4 separate regions of the Mus musculus genome follow, and all the other regions are linked to region 3. Evidence: chromatin contacts called from public Hi-C and promoter capture Hi-C data. All regions are on one chromosome and are shown on one strand. The core of a region is the stretch at or near the end of the contact, and the rest is flanking DNA. Distances in the headings are between cores, read along the strand shown. Region 1 holds the start of Mief1 (mitochondrial elongation factor 1). Region 2 holds the start of Rps19bp1 (ribosomal protein S19 binding protein 1). Region 3 holds the start of Eif3d (eukaryotic translation initiation factor 3, subunit D). Region 4 holds the start of Pycrl (pyrroline-5-carboxylate reductase-like).

Evidence for each region. Promoter capture Hi-C pulls out the DNA fragments that hold promoters and counts their contacts. A called contact is a pair of places that touch in the nucleus more often than the background predicts.
Region 1: a promoter capture Hi-C map of liver shows a contact between it and region 3, with 6 times the contacts expected there. The contact joins the promoter of Mief1 here to the promoter of Eif3d in region 3. A contact is called at or near these places in 2 of 39 promoter capture datasets (both in liver).
Region 2: a contact with region 3 is called in a promoter capture Hi-C map of liver, with 5 times the contacts expected there. The contact joins the promoter of Rps19bp1 here to the promoter of Eif3d in region 3. A contact is called at or near these places in 1 of 39 promoter capture datasets (liver) and 1 of 9 other capture datasets (liver).
Region 4: a contact with region 3 is called in a Hi-C map of B cells, with 5 read pairs. The contact joins the promoter of Pycrl here to the promoter of Eif3d in region 3. A contact is called at or near these places in 2 of 39 promoter capture datasets (the C10 cell line and erythroid cells) and 1 of 484 Hi-C or Micro-C datasets (B cells).

What each region holds. Positions count from the first base shown.
Region 1 is chr15:80,231,605-80,236,133 of GRCm38.p6, forward strand. It overlaps Mief1 (mitochondrial elongation factor 1), which reads left to right and starts at 2,476. Exons shown (of 6, transcript NM_178719.5): 1 at 2,476-2,577; 2 at 4,201-4,529.
Region 2 is chr15:80,261,505-80,266,031 of GRCm38.p6, forward strand. Rps19bp1 (ribosomal protein S19 binding protein 1) reads right to left here and starts at 2,802. Exons shown (of 4, transcript NM_175109.3): 1 at 2,723-2,802; 2 at 2,479-2,613. The coding sequence starts at 2,774.
Region 3 is chr15:77,967,595-77,972,507 of GRCm38.p6, forward strand. Eif3d (eukaryotic translation initiation factor 3, subunit D) reads right to left here and starts at 3,230. Exons shown (of 15, transcript NM_018749.2): 1 at 3,089-3,230; 2 at 863-995; 3 at 582-627. The coding sequence starts at 985.
Region 4 is chr15:75,919,970-75,924,626 of GRCm38.p6, forward strand. It overlaps Pycrl (pyrroline-5-carboxylate reductase-like), which reads right to left and starts at 1,591. Exons shown (of 6, transcript NM_025412.2): 1 at 1,407-1,591. The coding sequence starts at 1,497.

The DNA of each region.
Region 1 (4,529 bases), core at 1,226-3,725, 2.3 Mb after region 3:
TTTTTTTCCCATTTCCTGTGCTTGTCTCCCCACTGGTACATTGGCATCAAACACTCATGCTACCACCTCAGACTTTACATGGGTTCCGGGAATTCAAGCTCAGGTTCTCAGGACAATGCTTTACCCACTGACCTCCCCCTCCCCAACCCCCCCCCCCCAGCATCCTGCCTTGGCCTTCTGGACCCGTGGTCACAGAGGCCTCCTAAGGGACCTCAGATTGAGACTTTCCCTGAGGGCCCATCCTGGAACTAGTGTCCTGGATTTCCATATATACACATATTATTTTATGTGCATTGGTGTTTTTTTTGTTTGTTTGTTTTTTTTTTTTAAGATTTATTTATTACATGTAAGTACTGTCTTCAGACACACCAGAAGAGGGCGTCAGATCTCGTTACAGGTGGTTGTGAGCCACCATGTGGTTGCTGGGATTTGAACTCTGGACCTTCGGAAGAGCAGTCGGGTGCTCTTACCCACTGAGCCATCTCACCAGCCCCCAGCATTGGTGTTTTGGCTGTATGTATGTTTGCATATGAAGGTGTCAGAAGCCCTGTAATTGTAACTTAGACATTTGGGAGTTGCCATGTGGGTGCTGGGAATTGAACTTGGGTCCCCTGGAAGAGCAGCCAGTGCTCTTACTTGCTGAGCCAGCTCTCCAAGCCCCTGTTTTCCAAAAAATTTTTCCTGGCTCCAAATCCCTTTGTGCTTACCCATGCATGAAAGAGAATTATGTTTTATAATAACAAAAGCCACCAACCACAATGGCGACCTTTTCATGCTCTCTGACATTTAATTCTAATCTTTAGTCCCATGAGGTCATCTTCTTTGTCCTCCTTCAGCACTGAATGCATCCCAGGGCAATGTGTGTACTAGGCAAGTGCATTCACAGGAGCAAAGCAAGGCTCAGGAAACTGAACCCGCTGCCCCAAGTGTACCACCAGCACAAAGGCCCTTTCCAAACCAGACAGACTTGATCACTCTGACCCCTGACCTTTCTTTGACCTTCCAGTCTGTACTGGCTAGTTTTGTGTCAACTTGACACAGCTGGAGTTATCACAGAGAAAGGAGCTTCAGTTGAGGAAATGCCTCCATGAGATCCAACTGTAAGGCATTTTCTCAATTAGTGATCAAGGGGGAAAGGCCCTTGTGGGTGGGACCATCTCAGGGCTGGTAGTCTTGGTTCTATAAGAAAGCGGGCTGAGCAAGCCAGGGGAGGCAAGCTAGTACAGAACATCCCTCCATGGCCTCTGCATCAGCTCCTGCTCCCTGACCTGCTTGAGTTCCAGTCCTGACTTCCTTGGTGATGAACAGCAGTATGGAAGTGTAAGCCAAATAAACCCTTTCCTCCCCAACTTGCTTCTTGGTCATGATGTTTGTGCAGGAATAGAAACCCTGACTAAGACACAGTCCATCCATTCACCAGTGAAATGCCTACTGTACCTGAACCTGTGCCCTGGGTAAATGAATGTTCCCCTTGAGCTGCAATTCCTATAAGGTCCTGTTTCCTTATGATGTGAGTTGATAGTTATGTCCAGTCCTGTACCCAGTCCAGAGGATCCCAGATTGCCCATGCTCTGTGAAACCTGGCTGAACCCTGAGGTTTGCATCAGTGTCTCGGCTGGCTGGTCTCTGGTCTCCAAAACACCACAGATATGTGGGGGCTGGAAGACACTTTAATGTTTAGCCCCCATTATACTGGGAGCATGGGGCAGGAGTGGGGTGAGTGTGGGAAGGTTAGTGAATCTGGAAAAGGTAATCCTGACATCCGAGACTCTGTGTGTGAGTGGGTAATCCTAAGGTCTCCCCCAGAGGGTCTCCTTGTCCTTTACGAGTGGAAAACTCGTCTACTTAGGAGACTGTCCCGAGGGATAGGTTACCCGGTCTTCTAGCTGGAAATTTCACAAACTAGATTTATTTGGGTCACAAACTTCTTTCTTTAAAAAGCAAAGTAGGGCGGCCTAAAAGAATGGAAAGCCACACACTTTGGAGGAATACTGAGCTTGGACCCACTGTGAGCCTCTGCAGGGCTCAGCTTTCAGTGCAAATGACCCTGCCTCCCTCGGCCTCGATTTTCCCAAGTGTAACACTGGAATGCTGAAGTCTACCAAACAGAGAGGTTGGGTTGGACAAAATGCAGTGTGTCAAGTAATCAATTCAGTGTGGTCAGAGCCTCTCGCAGGCCAGACGTAGGCAGCAGGTGGAGGGCGACGACTTGCGGCTCCTCCCTTAAGCCACACCCAGCCAGCACTGAGTTTACACAGAGACTGCACAGTAACGCTTTCGGAGGAGGGGCCGTGGAGCTAGGTAACGTCACCTAGGAGGCGGGGCTGCGTCTGTGGGCGGGGCCCCACGACGGGCAGCGCTGGACTAAGTTCCGGGCTCCGCCTCCGGAGGGAGGCTACGGAGGGGCCGACCGGAAGTGCTTCCGCCTCCGCCCGCCTCCGCGCTCCCTGTCGCGTCTCCGTCGGCCCCGCGAGCGAGGTCGTGCCCCGGAAGTAGAGGGGCCATGTTGATGGGTGACCCGGAGAGAGGTACTGGGCGAGTGGCGAGTCCTGAGGAAAGGTAGCGCGTGGTCCGCGGGTGAGTGAGGGAGCGAATGAGGGCGGCCGGGGATCGCCCGTTTGAGCTCGGGCCAGTTTGGGGGCTACCGGCTCCCACCGGGGCCTCCAAGCTTCGCCCCGCCCCGCCTCAAGACCCGGTTGCCTCAAGCCACAGAGCCAGCCTGGCCCCGGGGTCTGCGTTCCCGTCCTCTGGGCGTTGTACCCCGATCGGAGCCCGTAGTCAGTCACTCAGCGACCTCGTTCCAGCCCCTGCGTGACGTTCTCCTTCCAGCCCTCCGTTGTTTTTCTGCATCTTTTGCATCCCGGAAGACCCTCAGGGCCAAAGGGGAGCTGTTCTGCAGTTGAGGAAAAAGGGACAGCGGTGGCTTGCCCCGGTTCGCGCTGGAAGTTAGCAAGGTCAGAGGCTACTGCTTCTGTCTTGGAGCCCAAAGTTCAGATCATTTTTTGTTTTTCATCCAGGAACTCCCTTCACCCCTGAAACACATACAGGCTCATACAACAACTGTTTCTTCCTCATAGGGTTATGGGGAGGATTCCTCCTTCCAGCCTAGTTTTGAGGTTGGTGAGCCCTGGGCCCTGTGCTGGCAAAGTTTGCTGAACGCCCTGAAGTGCACACATGTAAGACACCCCCCCCCCCCGCCCCCACCTCATTCCAGCGAGTTAGGGTCTGGATTGTTTTGGTGAGTGGGCAAATCACTTCCTTTTGGGAATGATGTCACATACTTGGCACACATCTTTCATCTCAGCTCTCAGGAGGCAGAGACAGGAGGATTTCAGAGTTTGAGGGCAGCCTGCTTTACAGAGTGAGTTCTAGGACAGCCAGAGCTCCGTAGAGAGGCCCTGCATCAGGAAACCAAATTAAACAAAAGCAAAAGAAAGCAAAAACAGAAAGAATAAAAAGAAAGAAAGAAAGAAAGAAAGAAGAGATAGAGTGATGTCTCTGTGGTTAAGAGCACTGGCTGCTTTTCAGAGGACCCAGGCTCAATTTCCAGCACTTCTGTGGTGGCTCACAACTGTATATATTATAACTCCAGTCTAAGGATATGACAGTGTTACACTCTCAAGGCAAACTGGCATGTAGACAAACATGCAGGCAAATACCCATACAGAAAAAAGTAAAAAAGTAATTAAAACAATAAGGCCAATCAGCGTGATGCTGCTTATATGGTGGTACCAGGATCCAGATATAAATCCTGGTCTTTAACTACTCTAGGCCACACTGTCTGGTAGAGTCCCATTACAGGGGCTTTTTAGGAGCAGTTCTCAAAATAACCTTGTGTAGTAAGTACTCTCATGATGTCTTTGTTATCTCTGTTTTACAATGAGGAAGCTGATGCCCACTGTACTTTATGCTAAGTGCCCGGGCAGTGGGATGGCACAGCCAGGACTCAAACTCTACTTCTTGAACCCTGGTGAGCCTTAAACTGAACTTCTCCAGGAGGGGCTGTTTACAGGGAGGAAGCTGATCCCAGCTTTGCCATGAGTCCTTGGAAGTCTCTGAGTCTGGCATTAAGAACCCCTGCCATCCCTCCCTCCCCCCAACTCAGACACACACACACACACACACACACACACACACACAGTGTCTAGCAGGCCCTGCTGTCATCAGTTCTGACTCTAGCCTTCTGTGTCTTCTCTGTAGAGTGTGACGATTAGTACACGTCGGTCCCCCATGGCCCCTTGGAGCCGAGAGGCAGTGCTGTGTCTGTACCGGGCTCTGCTGCGCCAAGGCCGAGAGCTTCGCTACACTGATCGAGACTTCTACTTTGCTTCCATCCGCCGAGAATTCAGGAAAAATCAGAAGCTTGAGAATCTGGAGGCTCGAGAGAAGCAGCTGGAGAAGGGCCTGGTCTTCCTCCATAGCAAACTAGGAGGCCTTATCTAGGATCCTCTTTTCCCCTCCTACCCCAGTCCCAAGACGAAGACAAAGGTGCCTTCAGAGACACTCCCGGCTCCCCACCCCACCTCACA
Region 2 (4,527 bases), core at 1,552-4,051, 2.3 Mb after region 3:
TCACAACCTGGTCTCTTCTAAACCAAATCTACATTTCCCATAAGTACTGTCTGCTGCAAATCTCATAGACCCTATTGGATAGCATCAGTTAGTCACGTGACTGTCCCCCCCACCCCCCCAAACCCACAGGGTTTCTCTGTGTAGCCCTGGCTGTCCTGGAACTCACTCTGTAGACCAGGCTGTCCTCGAACTCAGAAATCTGTCTGCCTCTGCCTCCCAAGTGCTGGGATTAAAGGCGTGTACCACAACGCCCGGCATGACTGTGTCTTAAGCCAGGCATGGCACCTGTAATCCCAGCACTGGGGAGGCCAAGATAGGAAGACTGCTCCTAGCTACACAGTCAGATCAGAAAGGGTTATGTTTAAAAACAGCATAACAAAAATCCACCACCACCACCAAATAACACAAGGTCTACCCTGAGCATAACTGTGCATCAGGCACAAAGGACACATGAGCTCCTGTTTTCATTTCTACAGGGAAGGAACTGAGAAGAACAGTAACACACATTTTAGAGGGTTTCCATTTTCTTTCTTGGGGGTTGGAATTTCCGGAGTACTGGGATTAAAGGCGTGTACCACCACCATGCCCGGCTATTGTCCTGCCTACCCATTATGTACTAGGCAGTAGACCAGCCACGAGGACCATGGAAAATCCAGGGTTGGGGATGGGAGGTTAGTCCTGTGTCTTGAGGAGTGCTTACCTCAGGACAGGAGTGAAGGGAACCCCACTCCTGTCCTCCAGTTATTGGGATAACTGGGCAGGGAGGGAGGCACCTTGACATGAACTCGTGCAAACCACTAGTGTCTGTGCATGCCTCCTAGCTCCACCTCTGTTCATAGTGTTTCCTCTTGAACGACATAGCTTTTAACAAGGACTCCCAGGCTGGGTGCAGTGGTGTGTGCCTATCATCCAGTGCTTAGGAGGCTGAAGCAGGAAGGCTGATTTAAGGTCGTGGCTAGCCTGTGCTATATCATGGCTAGCCTGTGCTATACAGTGAGGTCCAGGCCTGCCCGAGCCAAAATAACTCCCCCCCCCCCCCCCCGCCTCCAAAACTGGGAGAAACAAACACACAATGAAACCCGAGTACCTCAACTCCCTTTATAGAGCAGAGGCATGGAGTCAAAGAAGAAAGCAACATGCGTACCATCCTGTGCCCCTTCTCAAGGAGGCCTTACTACCTGTGCCACACCCCCTAAGCTGCTCTACTGGAAACAAGGTTTCTGCTTTGCAGACACTTCACTGGTAAATGATATCAACTCACTTCTGCTGTCCCTACTGGGATGGAAGGAGGCACTGTCACCTGAGCAGAGCACATTAAGAGCAACAGCACGGGGACAATTTGCCCGGCTTCCACCTCTATCACCTGGGCAGGTGCCTGTTTCTGTAACTGTAAAGTGGGGGAGAGATCTGCTCATCTCACAGGGCTGCCGTGAGGGTCAAACGAGTTAGTTAGTTTAGAAGGGTAAACTGTTGACTGAGTGCTTCATTTCATAAATGTGTGTGTGTTGCGTGCCTTAGTGTATGTATGTGCACCCCAAGTGAGCGTCTGTGGAATCAGAAGAGGGTATCTAATCCCCAGACCTGGAGTTACAGTGGGCTGTGAGCAGCTTTGTGGGCTTCTGGGGGGCTCCAGGTCCTCTGGAAGAGCAAGCAGCAAGTGCTCTTAACCAGTGAGCCAGCCCTCTATCCCTGATGGGTCCTCCATCTTGCCTCTTGCTCATCTTACCCGTTAGCCTTCTTCCAAATTCTCAAGCCTTTCTGGCTAAAACCTTCTCAGATGCCTTAACGTTGCTTCCACCTTGGCTTGTTAGTTTGATTCTTCCTCGGAGCACTGCAGAGCCTTTCACCTCACAAGCCTCACTCACTTGGCAAAACCCTGCTTGTTAGTTTTGAGACTCTCTGATGGCTGGTCTACAGAGTAAGCGTGTGGCGCACGCCTTTAATCCTAGCACTTGGGAGGCAGAGGCAGGTAGATTTCTGAGTTCGAGGCCAGCCTGGTCTACAGAGTAAGTTCCAGGACAGCCAGGGCTATACTGAGAAACTCTGTATCAAAAAGCCAAATAAATAAATAAATAAATAATTAAGAGAGACTCTCTGATGTTTCTCTCCCCACCACGGCTAGAGCTCACAAGCGCCTGGGTCTTGCGTTTCATCTGCCTTCACGATTAGGTCTTGCCCTGAACTCACCACGGAAAGACACAGAACTTCTGATTCTCCTGCCTCCACCTCTCAAGTGCAGGGATGACAGATGTGTGTCACCACTCCCAGGCTTTTCCCTCTTTCTCTCATCCTGTTAACTGCCACATAGCAGACAGCGGCAGACCTGGGAATTAGATTGCTTGGGTTCGAAACCTGTCCCCCACGATTTGAACATTCATTTTGCCTTTTCCTTGTGGAGTCTCGGGGAACGTTTGGAACTCCCGACTCGAAGGCGCTGCCCCCAATTCTAAGAAGCGCTCACAGTCTTTCTCAACTCACCTAGAGCGGACTTAGGCGCCTTTCCCTTCGCTGAGTTCCGCAGTTTCAGAGCCTGGGAGGCCTTGGCCCGCGCCCTCCGGGTCCGCTTCGCCGGAGTCCCGCTAGCCTGGACCTGGCCCGGGACCGCACGGGGAGCTACGGGGAAAGGCAGCGAAGGACCGAGTTGAAGGGCGCGCTCTCCCTCCCCACCCGCCCGGCTGGCTCTCCTACACAGCGCGACTGTCGCAGGACCTGCTCTCCTCACCCTCGGACGCCGCCAGAAGCTCCAAACCGCGCCGCACTAACGCCGCCGACATGTTTCCGAGCCCCGCCCACACGCGGCGAGCTACTTCCGCCCTGGCGGTGTTCGCTCCTCGGCAGAAACTGGAGCAGGAGCTCAGGGTTCCGCAGCGAGCGGAAGTGCTGCCTTAGAACGCAGGCTCAATGGCTTTCCTATAGCCCCGGAGGAGCGGGGAGCTAGGGGCGTGTCCAAAGCGCAGAAGCCACAGTTGTTCAATTTCTAAGCAACAGGTCTCTGGTGATCCAGGCTGTGTGGGCGGGCAGACTCGACTTCTAGCCTTACTGGTCAATTCTGTCCAGGGGCCAAGTGTGGAATAGACTGAGTTCCTGCAAAAGAAGTGATTCTTTCTACTTTCTTTTTAGACAAGGATACATCTAGCCTAGGCTGTCCTTGAACTCGATTGTAGCTGAGGATGACTTTGAACTCCTGATCCTTCTCTCTCTGCCGCCCAAGGGCCGGATTTACAGACCTAAGCCACTTTGCCGGGCTTAGACAGTTTTCATGACCTTCAAAGCATTACACCGGTCCCGTGCACTGTGAGAATCTGTGTGAGAATCAGTAAAGCCAAGGAGGTTAGGTGTCGTACTTTGTAGTCCCAATACTTGGGAGATTGAACAGAGATTGTTGCTCTGAGTTCCAGGCTAACTTGGGCTACATAGCAAGACTCTGTCTCAAACAAACAAACAAACAAACAAACAAACAAACCAAACCAAAACTAACAAAAGGAAAAAACCAAACAAAAGACCAAAAAAAAAAAAAAACCCCAACAAAGAAATAGATTTGCAAACATGCAAAATAAAGTGCTTTGTTTTGAAAAATACAGCTATTTGCTGCAAAATACTGTTTATGTTATTAAGCAATGAGTTGGTTGTCAGGCGAAACAGTAAATACTGCTGGGCACAGTGATACCAGAACACTTAGAATACCAGCACCTGGGAAGCCGAGGCAGGAGAGTGGCAAGTTTCAGGTCAGTTTATATCACATAGCTACACTCCAAATTCTAGACCAGTCTGGGTTACAGATTAATAAGAAGAGCTAGGATGTATTAATAGCTTGGCGGTAGAATGCTTGGATTTAATCCCTAGTATTGAAAAAAAAAAGGTCAGTTTTTAGTCTGATAGATCAATAAATATTACAATCAATATTACACATAGATGTAAATATTCTATCGATAAATATTACACATAAATGTTCTCTGGTTACATGAGTTCCCCCCCCCCCCTCTCAAGACAGGGTTTCTCTGTGCAGCCCTGACTGTCCTGGAACTCACTCTGTAGACCAGGCTGGCTTTGAACTCAGAAATCAGCCTGCCTCTGCCTCCCAAGTGCTGGGATTAAAAGCGTGTGCCACCACCACCTGGCTTCGTTTTTGTTTTTAATTTAAGTATACATATATTTATATATATTACACACACACACACACACACACACATATGGATTTTTGCCTGCATGTATGTCTGTGCACCATAGGTATACCCCATGCCTGTGGAGGCCAGAAGTAAGCATAATTACAGGCTGATGTGAGACGACCCCAAGTCTGCTGGAAGAGCATCTAGTGCTCTTGGTTATTTTGAGCCTTCTCTTCAGCCCTGAGTTTTTAAGAGTGAAAAGAGCGTATGACACCAAAAAGGTTGAGAACCTCTAGTCTAGAGGTTTCTTTTTCGTCACTTTCGTGTGTTTTTGCAGTGCTGATGATCAAATGCAGACTCTTGAGTGCCAAACAAGCTTTCTAACCTCCTAACCCAGAAGAAATTATTATTTTTTGGCAAT
Region 3 (4,913 bases), core at 1,980-4,479:
CCCAGACCTGACAGATGGGAACCTGTATTTAAACATGCTCTCAGGTGATTCATGATTCACACTCACATTTAAGGTTTAAGAGCTTGGGTCTAAACAACTTACCAAGAGCCCAAGGATGCCACTACCCCGCTGTACCTCTGCGTGGTCATGTAAGAATCTGAGCTGTACCACCACCCCAGCCATCACCCAGAGCTGCGGACACAGCCTTCCACCCCGACAGCCTCTTTTGGACCTCATCCACTTTAACTTGGTACTCTAGGCAGCCACTTCCAAACATCTAACTGGCACCAGGGAAAGCGGCCTCCCTTACCAGAACCTTAAAACTAAGGCTCAGAGCCGAGAGTCCATGGATTGATGGCTCCAGAAGTCCCAAGCAACAGAATGCAAAGTAGCTTTCAGGAATCTCTGGCCATCCTGGGACTAAAAATCATGGTTTGTGTACACTCTATTCCAGAATATACTTCCAATAACTACCATTACCATTTCCTTTCCTTTCTAAAAACCTTTCATGTGGGGCTTACTGAAAAAAGTAATGAGCTTCCCAAGACCCAGATGTGGACGGGCCGCCGAGGACCACTTACTTGTGTACCTCTTGTCCTGGTATGTGGCCCCTGTCCAGTCTGCAACCTGTGAGGGACAAGGAAGACAACAGGTCAGGCGAGTAGACTTCTGCTGACATCGACAGCGACAAAAGGCATCAGTGTCGCCTCTGATGCTCTGCACGTGGCTACCCTGGCTCTGACTCATTCTGGAGGTCAGGGCCTTCCTTAGGTGGTAGCCCCAAAGGAAGGATATCCATCAAGAGACTAGAAAGGCAGTGGGGAACTGTGGAGTAGCTGCCCCAGCTGAAGGGACCCAATACCTTTCCCAGCCGATCTCCTTTGCTGAATGGCTGGTAGGGCATATCCCGAAATTGCTCAGGAACGGCACAGGGACCCCAGCCTGAGGGGTTGTCCTGGATCACAGGTGTCATGAACTTCGCCATCTTCTAAAACCTGTGAACACAAGCAGTGTGAGAAGTTTCAGAAGGAAGGCCGCCAAGTTCCAAACACTCCACCCTCCACTGAAGCTGCACTGCAGAGGTGCACCCTGGCTCTCGAGCACTGTGGACAGGGTTTTCCTGTAAACTGTTCAAAGAACACTCAAAACGCAGAACCCTGCCAACACCAGCGACATTTTCCTATGTCTCACTGATTCTAGGACAGGTTCTTTGGTGAACATCTTTGCAATGAAGCTGTGCCTTTCCTTGATGGGGTGTCCCGTCTTTCTCAGTAGAACATATGATAAAGGTGTCTTCAATTATTCAAGGAGGTAAGAGTAGTGAATTCCCCGAAACACCTTCACCAAAGCACCCAACAGCAAATGTCTCTAAACCCAGTCTCCATCAGAGGGCCTCGGTCAAAGTCTTGGTGATTGTCACCCTGCACAATTACCACTCAGTTACACAAAGGCACCGGCACACAGTGCTTTAAAGACCCTCGGGCTGCTGAGATGGTGCCACAAGTAAAGGTGGAACCAAAGTGGAAAGTGAGAACAGACCCCCACACGTGGCCTTCTCCAGCAGAATGCCACAGCACAAACTCCCACACACGTGCATACACAGACAGCAACAACAAAATCCTAAAAATAAAGGACTAAAACCAACCAAACAAGACCATCCCCTGAACCCTCAATCAGACCCCACCCTTCCAATTTTCCATCAGCACAAGTCCTGTACAGTGCATGCAGCCAAGCAAAAGGACCATTGGTGACCAAGGTGGTCACAAACTTCAGAGCAAAAGCGGCCGAGTGTCAAATGTCCATACGCAGGAGCACCAGGACACTGTTCTGACCGCTTACAGCACACGCGCTCACTAAACCCTTCGGACAATCCCGTGGGGCCAGTCCCATTTTCTGGGTAAGAAAATTTGAACACAGGCAGTGTAGCTTTGGCCCCGCAGTATATAGTATATACCACAGCTCATTTTAGGAAAGTAAAAGCTAATAGCTGTATAATCCAGGGGCTTGCTGGACACTTCCCATCAAAAACCAAAGCAAACAACAAAAGGAAAAAAAAAAAACCCATGCATTGACCACACACAAGAAACCTGAAATTGTCCACCATTAGAGCTCAGTAGCCTCTCCTCCTCCTCTGACACACGGAAGCTGGTGATACTTAGGTGACACGGACAAGAGTAAACCCAGGAGCTTCACCCTCCAAATATGAACGTATGCTAAGTTGTAGGAAGAACACGGGGTTGTGGGAGAGAGGGTGAGGTGGTGGTGGTGGGGTGTGGTGGCCTTCAAACAGCTGACATGAAGTAAGAGGCCCCAGGATGTTGGGGTGCTGTGCTGGACGCTTTACCACCGACTGCTACCACACACCCCATCTTTGAGACACAAAGCTAGCTCTGCTAACTTAAGGAGTCCATCTGCCCATCCCTTCAAAAAGTTTCCAAGGCTGTCTACTTAGGCCCGACCTCCTTCTGGTTATACTGTGGGTAGCTGGCAGCCTGACCACCTGGGGCTTTAAGCCATACCCAACAGGCTGCCCCCAAAGCAACTGTAAACTTGAGTTGTCACAAGTTCAAGATGGCTCAAGGCCTGATGTGCATCATCATCTATCTCCCTGGATGGACAGGGTTTGGTCCTTCGGCTACTGCACACGTGAATCAGAAAGAAAGCAGTAGGGGAAAAGTAAAACGGCGCGACAGCTGTATTGGCCACAATACAGTGTGGGTCACTGGGGACACTACAGGTGGGGGCCATTAACTCCTGGGCTCCGTTTCCGATCAGAGCTGGAACCTACTCTCAGCCCCCCATTTCGGAGCACAGAAACAATCTGTTCGAACCCCTAGAGGAGGCTACGTCGCCCCACAACCCACCCCACGGCGCTGAGCAGAGCGCCGAGCGAGGGATCCACACACAAGGTCCGGTGTCCTGCATTCTGAGTCGTGCCTGGGACCACCGGGGGCCAATTCCCGCCCCGCCCAGCGGAGGGGCACAGGCGACAGGACGTAAAGGAAGGCTCTTCCGGGAGCTCCCGAAGCCACGTCTAGCCCAGGCTGGCTCGCGAGGTCCGCAGGGTCCCACGAAACAAGCCGCTCACCTGCAAAAGCCTTCACGGGCCCGGATGGCGACAGATGGCCCGGGGAAAAAACTGCGATTGCCGGGATACTCCGAGGAGTCAAGGCAGGAGGGAAGATGCGCGCGCAGGGGCCGGTGCCGTAAACGGCGACCAGCGCTGTCGTAAATGGCCCTACCACTTCCTTCTTAGTCAGCGGAAAAATGTCAAGCCGTAAAGTGAGACACAACCGGAAGTGTGTCACAGCTCTCGGCTTTAAAAAAAAAAAAAAAAAAAATCCTCGTTCGCCCCTGAGGTGCCAGACACAAGTGAGGGGATTACGTCAGTGGCGTCTGGGGACGCCCGGAGAGGTTCAGAACTGAATCGTGGTCACGCTCGGGGCCAGAGAAGCCGGGGCGGGGAGTCGGAGCTGTCCCCGCGGTGTCCCATAATGCTTCGCGCCAGGCTCGCCTCCTCTGCCTCCCACAATGCCCCGCCGCGCTCGCTGGCCCCAGCGTGGTCGTCGGTCTGGCTGATCGTTATCTGGAGAGTGGCCCGGCGCGTTTCGTGTGCTTGTCACTTGTGGCCCCAACGCAGGGTGGCAAATGACCTGCCTAGTCCGGGTTGCTAGAGCTTCGGGGTGCCCGCTAGGACTCAAACCTTTGTCCCACAGGTCACAAGCGTCTTTCAACGGAGATTTCTGGTCGCTATTTTTTAAAGCAGATTTAGAGTGCCTCGCTCTAAATCGATATTCAGATCGGGGCTATCCAAGCTACGTCTTAATTGATCATCACAGTTCACAGGGTGCGGGTCAGTGTGACCTCTTGGCGTCTTCCACCCCCTGCAGCCGTCTGGAAAGAGACTCGGGATGGGCGTTTTTTAAAAAGCTGGTCCCTTCTGCCTGCTGTTTATGTTTCCTTGATAGTTTCTCAGCAGATCTCCTTGATTAGAAAATACATCTTTAAAAAAAGAAAAAAAAAAAACATCTTAGATACATGTGGTGTCCAGGGTCAGCCAAGTGTAGTTTTATGGCCTTCATATCTGACATCTCTCTCCCCTCCTCCCTTAATGAAACTGGAAATGCTAGATAATAAATTGTAAAATAAATGGTTGTCAAAGGACATTTCCACATTCGGGTCCTTACCGTGGATACCACTGGGATGAATTTGATCAGGTGATTTGGCCTCTACCTGTGTTGGAAATGGTAATGTTGGTGGGATTACCCATTTCACTAATTTACCAATGAGCTTGCCTTCCCGTTTCCCCAATTTGTGTTCTCAGGATTTGGTGGGTCCTGCTGGGTCCTCGTCATTAACTTAAATTTCCCACCACATTGGGACTAGCCTGTCTGTGTTGTAACTTCAGCCGTACCTGAGTGCTGTCTGCCCTCATAGTACCATCTCCCTCATTGTTCGAACCATTCATACTCCCAGTGGGTTGCTCCTCAGGATGCTCAAAGCTCTTCCCACACTTCCGAGGGAAGATGTGGCCTGACATCTCCCTGCCCTTCTGAACAACCTCTGCTCTGGCCACCACGACCCTGCTCTCATTCCTCTCCCAGCAGGTCCCACACTTGCTGTACTTTCTGCCCCAAAGGTTTACTGTCACTGTCTGGGTCCTATTGTGTGTGTGTGTGTGTGTGTGTGTTTGTTTGTATGTCTTTAAGAGTTAGTTGCAGCATGTTCTGGGATCCCTCTACTCTGAAACTGAAGGGGAGGGATCATAACGACAGAAGCTGGTGAAGTTGGAGATTGTGAGAAAAGTCACTTGCTTTGAAAACAGCCATCCTTCGGACTTAAACAGTTGTTAAGCAAGTTCTCACTGAATTGTCCAGCTGATCCTGAGCTCCCAACACCTGAAAACTTGAGAC
Region 4 (4,657 bases), core at 341-2,840, 2.0 Mb before region 3:
GGGTTGCATAGAGAAACCTTGTCTTAAAACAAAAACAAACAAAGCCAGTCTGATAAAGACCTAACAGGCAAGTGAGCTGGTGTGTCCTGGGGAAACGAAGTGGCCCCTCTGGTGGACACCACCTGGTTTTGGAGGATATAGGGGTAGAAAGCCTGGGCCAGACAGAAGTGCATGCTAAAACCTTCCCCAGGGAGCTAATGATGTCAGTGACAGTGTGTGTAGCAGCAAGAGGCAGGTGAACTGCCAGGTTCGACGTGTAAACTGCTAAGGCTTGTAGGAAGCCCTCCTCCCATGATCATGGGCCTCTGGACTTTGAAATACAACTGAAAGCAGAGAGCCAAAGGTCACCAACTTCCTCTACCCGCAATCTGTTCATAAAGTTTTCTAAATACTGTACAGCCGTGCTGGGCCAGTAAAACATCAGTTATATACACCAGCAGTCCTCAGCCCGGAAGAGTTTGCCTCTCTCCCCACCATACCCCTCAAGCTCCAGGTAGCAGACATTTGGAACTGGTGGAGAAACGTCAGTCTTCAAATTCAAGGTATTGTTGCCATAAAGAAATGACAAACCAGCGATAGCAGGCACTCTTCAGAGCACAGGGCCAATCCTCTTCCTCCCGAGTGTCCTCACAGCTGCCCACCTCTGAGAGTGGGGGCTGAGGAATGGGTAGCCTTTGGTTAAGCCAGAGGCTGAGGAGGAAGAGGCCAGGACGTCAGACATTTAACTTGGCATTAAGTCGGTTCAATCTAAGGCACGATTTGAGCCACATATGGAACTAGAAACTCGCAGCCACATTAAGGAGATAAAAAGTTAAAAGCGAGTCAGCGAGTGGCTCACACTTTTAATTCCAACACTCTGGGAGGCAGAAAAAGGTGGATCCCTGAGTTCAGGATCAGCCTGGTCTACCTGGGAGTTCCAGGCCAAATGAACCCTGTCTCGAAAAGAAAAGAAAAGAAAAGAAAAGAAAAGAAAAGAAAAGAAAAGAAAAGAAAAGAAAAGAAAAGAAAAGAAGAGAAGAGAAGAGAAGAGAAGAAGAGAAAAGAAAAGAAACAAGCAAACTCCACTACAAAGAAGTCACACGTGAAGTCAATCGTAATATTCTTTAATGCAATACATTTAAAGGAATATTCACCAATACAATCAATGTTAAATAAATGAACTGGTTTTTTTTGGTTTTTTTCCCCCACACCTCGCCTAACATGCCCACTCACCGGCCTGGGAAGGGACTGCGGACTCATCCAGCGATCCTGGAGGCCTTAATAGAGTCCTGATGTATGATTCTCACCCAGGAAACCAGCGAATTCACCCTACTGGCCCTTGGTGTACCACGTGCGCCCCTCCCGCCAAGGCTTACGAACTCCTCCCATTAGAACGAAAGCTCCCCCAGCCAGGCCTCGCCTCCCACCTGCTTGGATGAGGCCTCGGGCAATGGCCTCCGCCATGCGGCCTGCACCCACGAAGCCCACACGCCGAGGTTCAGACATTGTCGCCGCCATCCTGCTCTGAGCTGGCCTTCTCTCGTCCTTGCGGCAGCGGGTCCCGCCCACTAGAACTGCTTTGACCGACAGAAGCGACTGGGCGGGTTTGGGAGGACAGAGGGGCGGGGCGGGGCGGGGCGGGGCGGGCGCAGACACTTGGATTTTGACGCTTGAGGCGGGATTTCCCCCAAGCTTTGGTAAACCATTGGTCAGTGATTTTGCTGAGGGGAAAGAAGAGAAAGGAAGGGGAGCTAGTCCTAAGCAGGCTGTCTAATTCCTCCTGAGAAGCCTGAAGCTAGCTAGAGTCTCTCCAAAACCCTTACAGAGAGATTTAGAGGGGGAGAAAAACAAAAAAAACAAAAACCAAAAAACGCTTGAACCACTCCAGGATGGGCCTGGGGTGTAAGGTAGGTACTCCAAGCTCTTGCCTAGCTTGGGTGCCTTGGGTTCAGTCCTCGGAGTGGGTTCTGGTTCTCTACATTAAAAGCAGCACTAACCATCAGTCACTAATACACAGCACTTATTTTTTAATTTAAAAAAAACTTTTGAGTGCTTTAGTGTCTCACCAAAATAGTTATCTGTATTGAATTCCACATATAGTGACATTTAGTCACTTAGCTGGCTATATGTATAGTCATTTAGCTAAAGTGAGAGCAGAGGAAAGAAAAAGCAAGCAAATCAAGAAGCCCAAAACAGAAAAAAAGGCAGGTTTTCATGAGCAATCAGAAGCCTGGCTGTGGTGGCACACACCTTTGGTCTCAGTCCCAGGCAGGTGGAGCTCAAGTTTGAGGCCAGCCTGGTCTACAAAGCAAATTCCAGAACAGTCAAGGCCACAGAGAGAATCCCTGTCTAACTAACTAACTAACTAACTAACTAAATAAATAAATAAATAAAATGATCAGGATCCCAGCCTTCGTCTCATCCAAATTACCAATTCAAACAACCACCAGCATACAGGTGGTTTGTTGCTGTCTTGTTTTGAATGTGCATAATTAGGCAAACTAGAACACAGCACTTAGAAGGGCAGTGCATGCTGTCTTTGGACTGTGAGGTCCCACAGTAAAGATGGTCATCTCCTGCTTGCCACAATTGGGATGTGATGGCCAGTCCTTCCCTCTCTCTCACTGTGCGAGGTGAAGAGTTATAATTTCCTAATCTTTCCCCAGACCCCACCTGAAGCCTACAAGCACTAAGTCTGCCTGACATTAGATGGACACCTGTAAAACCAGGAGCTAAAAACTACAGCTAAATAAGGCTTTTCCTTCTTAGACATTAACTGTCTCAGGTAGCAACAGGGAACCTGCAGAATCCTCAATATGGAGACAAAAATCCATTCTATGGGGTGAGGGACATGAGTGTAAAGAACTTGTGTATTCTGGGCGGCACCCAGAAATGTTCAAGGCTGAGACTTGGCCTCAAGTCTGTCGGAAAGTGTATGCAGCTGTCTGGCCAGAGTGATCAAGGCACTCTGATTCTTAGGACAGGGTGCATTTCTTGACATAATGACACGTTTAACACTGACTGGTGGTCACTGGACAACTGAGTGTCTGGCAAGTTCTGATAGACTCAGATCAGCTCTTCCTGGGGGCTGGGAGCTACATCCTTAATTCCTTCCTTAATGTCCTGGCCTGCTTGGTGGATGCTCATCAGAGGGTGAGGTTTAAAGGTGGAGATGGGTGCTGGGAAGGCATGGGCCTGAGGTAGGCTGGGCGGTACAACATAGGAGGGGACAGCTGACACTGCTCTAAGAGGATGAAAGACCTGGCAGGTTGTGACTGTCCTGCTGGAAGACAGAAGGCCTCAGATGCAGGCTGAGAACCAAGGGTGAGGGAAAACATTTGGATATCTTAATACTTCAGGGAGGTGAGAGGCAGAATGTCTAGGAGGGTTGGGCTGAGTGGAGAAAGCTGAGCAAATTATGAGACCTAGCAGACTGGCTGAGCGCCTGGGAAGGAGGCACTGGGTCGAATGGGTGTGGCTTCTGAAGATCCACCATAAGGCAAGGCAGCGCCTTCTGGTGGCAGCTCCCTAACAGGACATGGAAGGAAACTTTTTTTTGCTCGTTTGCCACTAAATCCATCTAGGGTGCCAAAATACACAATACACAGGAGGCCAGCAGCTCTCCAGGAGTCCTCCAGGCCCTCAGTGCCAGGCTGGCCATGCAGCCTTATACACTGAACAGCTACCAGATTCTTGGCCTGTCCAGTGTTAGTCATTGTCCGGCTACCCAGAACACATCCTGTAAGGCAGCCTAATAAATCACCTTGCATGTGTTAACAGTTCTGTTCCTTTGGAAAACCCTGACTTGTCCAGCAGCTCGTTGTCAGCTTCAGCTATGTGGCTGGTGGGTGATTCATCACCTGGGAAAGTCTTAAGGTTATTACACACATGCTGACGGTCACTTCTGTCTGCCTGGGGCTGTAGCTCTTGAGTCTTGAGACTAAATGTTCTCTGCTCTCCCCAATCTTCGGGGACAGTAGTAGCTCCATTTCAAGATTGAGAGGTGTCAAGGGGCCTGTGACTTCCAACCCCTCATGGTCAAGAAACAATCCTAACAGCCTTAGGTGAATAAATTCTAAGATGAGAGCCTGAAAATGACCCAGAGCTGCAGTAGTCAAAGACGACCAATATCAAAGTGGCCTGGCCCTAACTGCAGCAGCCTTAGGTACCCTAACTAGCCTGGGTTTGACCACCTAAGAAGGAATCGAATGGAAAGGCCCACAATGTTACCACACAGGTGGCTAATGCTGTCCAACAAGGCCAGGCCTGCGATGGGGGTGGGGGTGGGGGGTCTAGAGAAATCTGGGTCACCCATCACCAGTCTTCCTTGCAGGTCCATCCTTGTGCCCCGTTGGCCCACTGAATCTGTCAAAATCAAGACCTATCTTCCTTCACCGCAGTCTGCAAGTCTGAGGAAGAGTGACCTGTGTGTGACCACAGGTGAAGGGCTAAGCATGGCTAAGCTACAGGCTAGATTGTTGGGGAGGTCCCCTGCCCCAGATCTGATAGCACTGACAATTCACATCAGACACAGGCTACCTGCTGCCTGACCTCCTAACTCCACCCTCTGGTCCTTCACACAGGGACTCTTGTCTTGGGCCCAGTAGCTCTTAGGAGCTAAGTAAGTAGCATACAAGGGGCAGTGGGTCCCAGGCCAGGCCAGGCCAGGCCAGGCCAG